2 separate regions of the Mus musculus genome follow, and region 2 is linked to region 1. Evidence: chromatin contacts called from public HiChIP or PLAC-seq data. All regions are on one chromosome and are shown on one strand. The core of a region is the stretch at or near the end of the contact, and the rest is flanking DNA. Distances in the headings are between cores, read along the strand shown.

What was found. HiChIP or PLAC-seq counts read pairs in DNA pulled down with a chosen protein or histone mark.
Region 2: an H3K4me3 HiChIP or PLAC-seq map of intestinal villus epithelium shows a contact between it and region 1, with 9 read pairs. The contact joins the promoter of Gpr160 here to the enhancer-like site in region 1. A contact is called at or near these places in 1 of 39 promoter capture datasets (macrophages), 2 of 15 datasets of contacts at CTCF or cohesin (CD8 T cells and the NIH/3T3 cell line), 2 of 484 Hi-C or Micro-C datasets (CD8 T cells and centroblasts), 4 of 115 datasets of contacts at active chromatin or transcription factors (CD8 T cells, embryonic stem cells, intestinal crypt epithelium and 1 more) and 2 of 9 other capture datasets (adipose tissue and liver).

The regions. Positions count from the first base shown.
Region 1 is chr3:30,811,269-30,814,866 of GRCm38.p6, reverse strand. It overlaps Sec62 (SEC62 homolog (S. cerevisiae)), which reads right to left. Exons shown (of 8, transcript NM_027016.2): 6 at 2,511-2,571; 7 at 514-633. Among named protein-coding and RNA genes, the nearest start is that of Sec62, 20 kb to the right of the region's middle. Within about 2 kb of position 1,761, at least 18 of the 459 cell types and tissues checked have an H3K27ac peak or open chromatin away from gene starts, as enhancers often do. A contact at or near this core is called in intestinal villus epithelium and liver, where this site is marked.
Region 2 is chr3:30,854,342-30,857,939 of GRCm38.p6, reverse strand. Gpr160 (G protein-coupled receptor 160) reads right to left here and starts at 1,990. Exons shown (of 4, transcript NM_001134385.2): 1 at 1,695-1,990. Gm42199 (a long non-coding RNA gene) reads left to right here and starts at 2,131. Exons shown (of 3, transcript XR_880730.3): 1 at 2,131-2,321; 2 at 3,462-3,598.

The DNA of each region.
Region 1 (3,598 bases), core at 512-3,011:
TTATATATTTAATACAAGTTACATTTATTTTATTTCAAATATCTAATAATGATTCACTACTGCAAAAATAAATGGCCACTTTAGCTAATTTTAAAACACATTTACATGAAGATTAAAATATAGTAATATATTATATATATCAAAATAACAGTAAATTTCAAAAGGCTCACTGTAAAAAAAAGATAGCCAAACAAGGCAATAAATATTTTAACTTAATTTAATCATTCTATAATACAAATACAAATATATATATAATAAATCATACTTTATAATGTGCTGAATTATGTTTATCAAATATAGTATTAACAAAACAAGAACGTTTGAAAAGCTAGAGCAGATTCCAGATCAGCGCCAACGGAGTCATGTCTGAACTCTTGATTTGTCTGAGGAGGACGGCACACTTCTTGACTTATATGCATTAATTCTGCTGTTTAGCTACACTGGAGCTCCAGGAAAAAGTCTACATGCAAATACCTACCTTATACCAAGATCAGTATCACTATTAAGACTTACCAATAGCAAGGAGAAGAATGCTGGCTACAAAACAGCCTGCGCCCACACTGAGGTAATAAACACCTACTCTCATTTCTGCTGGCCAGAGAGGGAAGAGGGTGGCTGCTATTACTGCAATCACTGGAGAAATGACAGAGTTACAGAGTAACTTTTAGAATAAATTCTTTAATGGCCTCATTACAATCAACAGTGAACATATTCTTGAAAATGGAGACAAAAAAGTAACATTTGTATAGGAATAATGAATTATCAGCAATTTCATGTGATTTAACATAACATTTTATACTGTTCTTAAACTAGGTTAGCATTTTTTAAACCTAAATTACATTTAATTATAAAAAATACTATCTAGAAATTAAAACTACTCCTTAAATGACCAACTACTGTCATTTTGAAGCTAATATTATTTTAATATTAGGAGTAGGGAAACCTAGATCAAAACAAAACCAAAGAACACCCCACCTCCCACTCCAGGGAAATCAGATTCACAAAGCTTTTTTTTAAAAAAAAGGTCAGAGTGGTTGGGGAAATTATATAAGCATCTCTAGGATTTTTTGTTTGTTTGCTTGTTTGTTTGTTTTTTGCACTTATGGTAGGGCCTCTTGGAAAACTGTTAAATGAGAAGACTGGTTATTAAGTCTTTTAAGTCTTTATCATTAAGAACAGGACTCTTGCTCTACCACACGTTAGCTAAGTAACCCTTCCAAAGTTAATTTACCTTATCTTGATAAGTGCCTGTTCTTGCTGGAATGAGACGTCACAAGGATTTTATGACAAAGTGACTACCACACTGGAAGCAATCCACAGCATGAGCCTTTTGAGTTTAACTAAGTTTTAACTCTTACTATAAGTTTCTCTAAATGGGATCCTAAAATATCTTATTAACCAATCATATTTTAGATAGTATGTTTTTGCTATCTGTTCAATTATTCTTTCCCACCCATTTTTGTCCCCCAAATTAAAAATATATATATATATACACAAGTTTGATCACAATATAAACAACGAGTCAAAGGCTATGGTGAAGATGGAATCATCGAGTTTTTGTCCCACTGTTCAGCGGTAAACACTATAAAGCTTATCCTATTCCCAGAGACTGCTCACTTACAATACAGATTAGTGACAAATACCCTTTTCTAACTAGAGGAAAGTATGCAACTTCCGCTCTGGCAGCTCTCTTTTCCTATCTCAAAGGCTGCATGCTGTTCTCTTACACTGCCAATGTTTACTCTCCTCCCAAGGAGTGGGGACTACTTTCAGTTTTACATGATAAGAGACAATCCTCCTGCAAGTCTACTCGCACATGGACATCATATGACTGGGATTATGTAACAGACTGACTTCTAGACTGGGGATGGAGCTCAGTGGTGAAGTGCTTGTCTAGCACGTGTAAGACCCTGGGTTTGATCCCAGACACTAACAATAAACAAAAACTAATGACACTCAAAAAGCCATAACAATGAATTCCTTTCAATGGAATTGGTAGGCCAAAAGATACAAGCATTTAAAATTTGAATATTGCTTTGTTTGGCTGTGTCCATGAAAAGGAACATAAGGGAAACCCTACAGGATTTACAGGAGCGGTGTGCTAGCACCTACAATGTGAAGGCACTGCCAAACTGCCTGCTGGAAAGAAAGAAAAAGGAAGGCACCATCATCAATTGTTGGAGTGTTCCCTCCACCCCAGGACTTCAGTGTCAATTTCTGAAATCTTAATCTTTGTTACTTCACTCTGTATCTGATTTATCCTTAACCAGGTGAATGGTCGGTGTGTTTTCCTGTGAGCTACATTTATCTTGTTCTACCATGTTAATACCTTAAAAATGATTTAGCTGCTGCAAATAATTTGAGTTTGTTACTTATCTTCTAACTTTATTTAAAATATCCTCTTAAAGAGTTCTTACTTTGTTTTAAATTTAAAAGTATTTTTTGAGGCCCTGCATTTGTCCTCTAAAGTTTAGAGTATACTAAAAAGCTACTTATATTCTCCTACTTACCAAGAATTAATCCCATGACAAATGTTTTAATGTGAACTGGGTCATAGATCCACACAAAAACCTAGAAGAATCAAGAAACCTCAATGCTTAAAAGTTCTAAGGTCACATTAGTAATAAGTTTACTTCTCTACTGCAGTTCCCCAGTCTCCATCTCTGAACACTCTAAACTCTCCCTTTCCAATTAAGACTACACTCAGCCATTAAAAGACCGGTATTCCTAGCTCTAGCTTCTCTAAATTACAGTATTTTTCCATTTCTTAGTATATTTTGAACAAGTCCCTTTATTTTTTTCTGATTAATTTGTATTTTTCTAACACTTGGGGTTCTGAATAAACCTGTTTTACTGTTTATATTTTTCTTGGGAATCAGATTTTAAAACATTAGTTTTGCTAGTAACCACTTTAAGAACAACAACAAAAACAAAACAAAAAACCCCAACCCTCTAACATCCCCCCACCCTTTTTAGATGGAGTTTCTTTATATAACAGCCCTGGCTAGCCTTGAACTGACTGACTATACAGACCAGGGGCTGGCCTCAAACTCACAGAGATCTGTCTCTCAAGTGCTAGGATTAAAGGTGTACACCACCATATTCAGCTTAAAAACCTATGTTTAATAAAAGGGAAATTTCCAATTTTAAGTCTGGAGATACAGTGTTTCTTGTGTGTGTGTGTGTGTGTGTGTGTGTGTGTGTGTGCGCGCACGTGCACATGCACAGCCTGGCCTTTTCAAGATGGCAAGCTTGTTCAGCTTGCTTTCTTCCCTAATAGATCTATCTCTCTTTCCTGGTACAATGGGCAATCTGCCAGTCAGTTCTGAAGGCTCAAGTCAAATGCCCATGGTCTCCAGACTACAGTGTACTTACATATAATAAATCTTTTTTTAAAAAAAGCTTCCTTGCAGAGAATTGCACTGTATTTTCCTATAGCACCTGTGAAGTATCTAGTACTCAGGGATACACTTAACACTTAAGATATCTGAGTGCTTCCTACTGCAGAGTCTCAAACACCCAGCCCTAGGAGACACTGCTTCTTATAGGTACAACAGTTGGCATAAGTGTGTCTTGGAATTCCAACAGTTTAGCAGCA
Region 2 (3,598 bases), core at 741-3,240, 43 kb before region 1:
AAGCATGGTGTGGACCATGAGACACTGCAGGAGTCAGCTCTTTGCTGGGTATTTGTTTCATGATCCTGGAAGCAAAGTGGAGTAAATATAGAAAACAATACAGATCTTTTTTCAAGGATTAAGTACATCCCCGTTCATTTTAGGCTGTCGTCATCATTGAATAAACTTTTGACATACAGAATATTACAGAGGCACATATGACAATACAAGCAGACCATATGAATGTTCACTCTGGTCTCTTTTGGGGAGCTGAGGGGTCCTGGAGACCCAACCCAGGCCCTGGAGCATGTCAGGCAAATGCTCTACTGCTGAGCCACACCGGAAGCCTGGGCCTGTTTTTCTGCTGAGTATAACTTAGAAGGGATTTGAGCCATTGGAAAAAGTGCTAACACATTTGATACAAAACTGCCTGACTGGAGGCAACCTAACCCTGTTTGTTTGTTCTCTCTCTCTCTCTCTCTCTCTCTCTCTCTCTCTCTCTCTCTCTCTCTCTCTCTCTCTCTCTGTGTGTGTGTGTGTGTGTGTGTGTGTGTGTGTGTGTGTGAAAAAAGCTGAGCCAGCATCCACTCAATCTATTTAACATACACGTGTGCCGTGTGCCTTCTTGTGTGTGTTAGAGGGAGGCGGGGCAGAAACTGTGACCTTTCTGATCAGTCTGATGAGGCAGTATTCACATCCAATTTATGAAACATAATTATATATGATATAGAATCTGAAACTAGAATCACCTGTGGTGACTAACCTTCTGGGGGAAAAAAAAGGTAGTGTTGCAACTTTTAAAGGGAAATATCAAACAATTGCAAAACTAGACAGAGAAAGGACTTGCATTCCTAAAATCCCTCTTTGACTGTCAATCTCTCATAGCCCAGTGTGCTCCAGACCCCCAAAATGAAACAAATCCTCAGTTTACATTTTAACTTCAGTCAGTTATTCTAAAAGATCAGTTTTTTAAGTAATCTAATTATGGAGCCAGCCAAAATGGCACAGGGGCTAAGGACTCTTGCCAGAAGTCAGAATACCTGAGATGCAACTACTGACACACGAGGAGACTATTCCTGAAAGCTGTCCTCTTTTACGTGTGTGCACACAGGAAGACAGAACACAGACAGACACACAGAGAGAAATGTTTTAAAATGGTAAAATGTAATTATGATACCCTTTCAAAAACTAAAAATATTTCCTCAAAATCCAGAACATTCCAAAACCAGGGCACAGTCAAGTTCCACAAGTTTTGCTGTTAGGGCTCTCATTTTACTTGGCATTCTCATAGGAGGTAACCTGTTAACTTAAAAACTTGACTCACAAGGAAATGCTAGGTATAGGTCATGCCAATATGTGCTAGCATACATTCATAAATATAAAGCACCACTTTTCGCGTGTCCTCTGTCACTGTGGGCATGATCTACCTCTGGGATCTAAGGAACAACGCCCTAATCAGATCATTTGCACAAGTTGGAGACGAAGGGGAACAGGGACATGGTGGAGGGTTGCCACCGTTTGGCCACCACCGCAGAAGGAGAGAAGTTGCTTAAGCCTCGCTCCCCAGGGCGGGTCCCCGAGCCAGCCGCCCCGCTCCAGTACCAACCGCCCTTGCAGAGCAGCAGTGACCCGGTGCGCCCGGGCAGGGTTCAACCGCCCTGCAAGTGCCCGCAAGTGCCGGGAAGTCCGCGAGGAACGCCACACACCCACCTCACCTCTCTGCCTGCTGCAGAAGGCTGGGAGCCGCCCCGGGGGAACCGGGCGCCCGTGGGACACTGCCCTCGTCCGCCACAGACGTCGGCGGTGGCTTCCCGCTCCGCACCGCAGCGTCACCCCGAGTCCTAGGAAGGGAAGCCTCGTCGCGACGCGACCGGCCAGTGGCCTCCACGAGTCGTGCGCTCACCTCAGCTGGCACTCCTCAGTCCCTGGCGTAGCGTGAGTAGCCAAAAGCCACCAACCTCCGTAACTGCCTGAGCGGCAGGTCCGCGCGTCGCTCACCTCCGCTCGCCCCGCCCACCCACGCCCCGCCCGCCCCAGGTGAGTCCCCTCGAGGGGCGGGGCCACGCGAGGCTCACCTCCGCTCGCCCCGCCCCGCCTCCTGTCTTTGGTTACTGCGGGAGTAATCCGGATGCTCTTCTTTTCTTTCAGTAGTCAGGCCCAGACTGCTCAGGGTAAGGTGCGTGACTCCACACTGTGGTCTTCCATCTAGCTCATACTGGAAAAAACAGCTTGCATGCGGGCACTTCCGAGTTGACAGTGCGTAGGACGCCCCCTGCGGGTTGGGCGACAAGAGGCGACCGAGTTGACCGACTGAGTAGGCAGAAGATTGCAGGAGTTGCAGGGTGAGGGGAAACTCTTTCCTAGTGTGTCAGGCTTTGAGGATCTAATCCCAGTTTGAAATGCTCCTAACTGCCGTTGTGTCACCCACCACCTCTTGCTCTGTAGCTAGTTTCTCAAGTTTACCTTTCAGTCTGCAGACGAATATGCTCCCAAGACCACAAGACTTGAGCCACTAAGCAGTTACCTTAGTGCACTATAAATTCTGATTTTTCAAAATTAAAGTCTGCGATAACATATATTGCATTTCTTTCTTTGCCGGCCTGTATTAACTCAGCAAATATTTGTTGAGAGCCTATGGCCTGTTAGTTATTTAAACATTTAGCACATGGCAAGCTTGCTTGTTTCCCACTGCTCTCTAAGGGGATCCATGAGTGGAATTGTAGTCTAGGCCTTTCCACCTCCCGCTGGGGCTGAACTGACCTTGCCAGGAACTCAGAAATGGCCTGACAGGGCAGTAAAGGTACCCTGGCTGTTAAATATGGGCTGTAAGGGGAACTGGGGTGTGCCCATCTCCCAGCTCAGAGGAAACATCCTGGAAGAAAGGAGAAATGATGAAATCCAGTGAGGTTGTGAGGTGCTTCAGCCCAGAGCTCCCCAGGGGCAGAGATGGAAGATTGCCAGAAATGGCTGGGGGAATCCCTTTTGTGGAGAAGGAGGGAAGGAACAATAGTAGGTATGCAGTTAGTTCATGGGTCTAAAAAAAACAGCAGCCACCATCTCTGGAGTGTGAACATCAAACAGAGCCAGCCATACATCTCTCTAAACTAACTAACTGTACAACAACCTTGCCTGCTAGGCTTGACAGAGCAGGCAGTGCCATCCTTCGGTGGAGTGGTGCCTTGCTAGAAGAGGGCTGGAGCGGTAGCTCCTAGGAGCCAGCCTACACTCTCCCAGTGCCTTTCTCAATGGTCCAGGAGGCTGAGCCCACTCTCTTCTTCCATCCCCAAATGTATTATTAATAGCTGTCCCGAGACCTTTCCCATCTAGAGGTGTTGGGACGACTACATACCAGATTCCAGGAGGCTCCTGTCTGGAGAGCTGTTGGCGAGATTTTGGCAGACCCATTGCGTCTCAGTTTCTCCTCTTCTGTAATAATGGAACTGAAGGTGAGCCCAAGGCCTCTTCTGTCTCCCTTTTGACAGAATTCATTCAGAAAAGTGCTATGATGGCTAACCTGCCCTCCAACTTGATTGGTTTGGAGTCACCATGGAAACACACTTCTGGATGTATCTGGGAGGCCATTTCCTGAGAAGTTCATGTAGGTGAGAAACCCATCTTG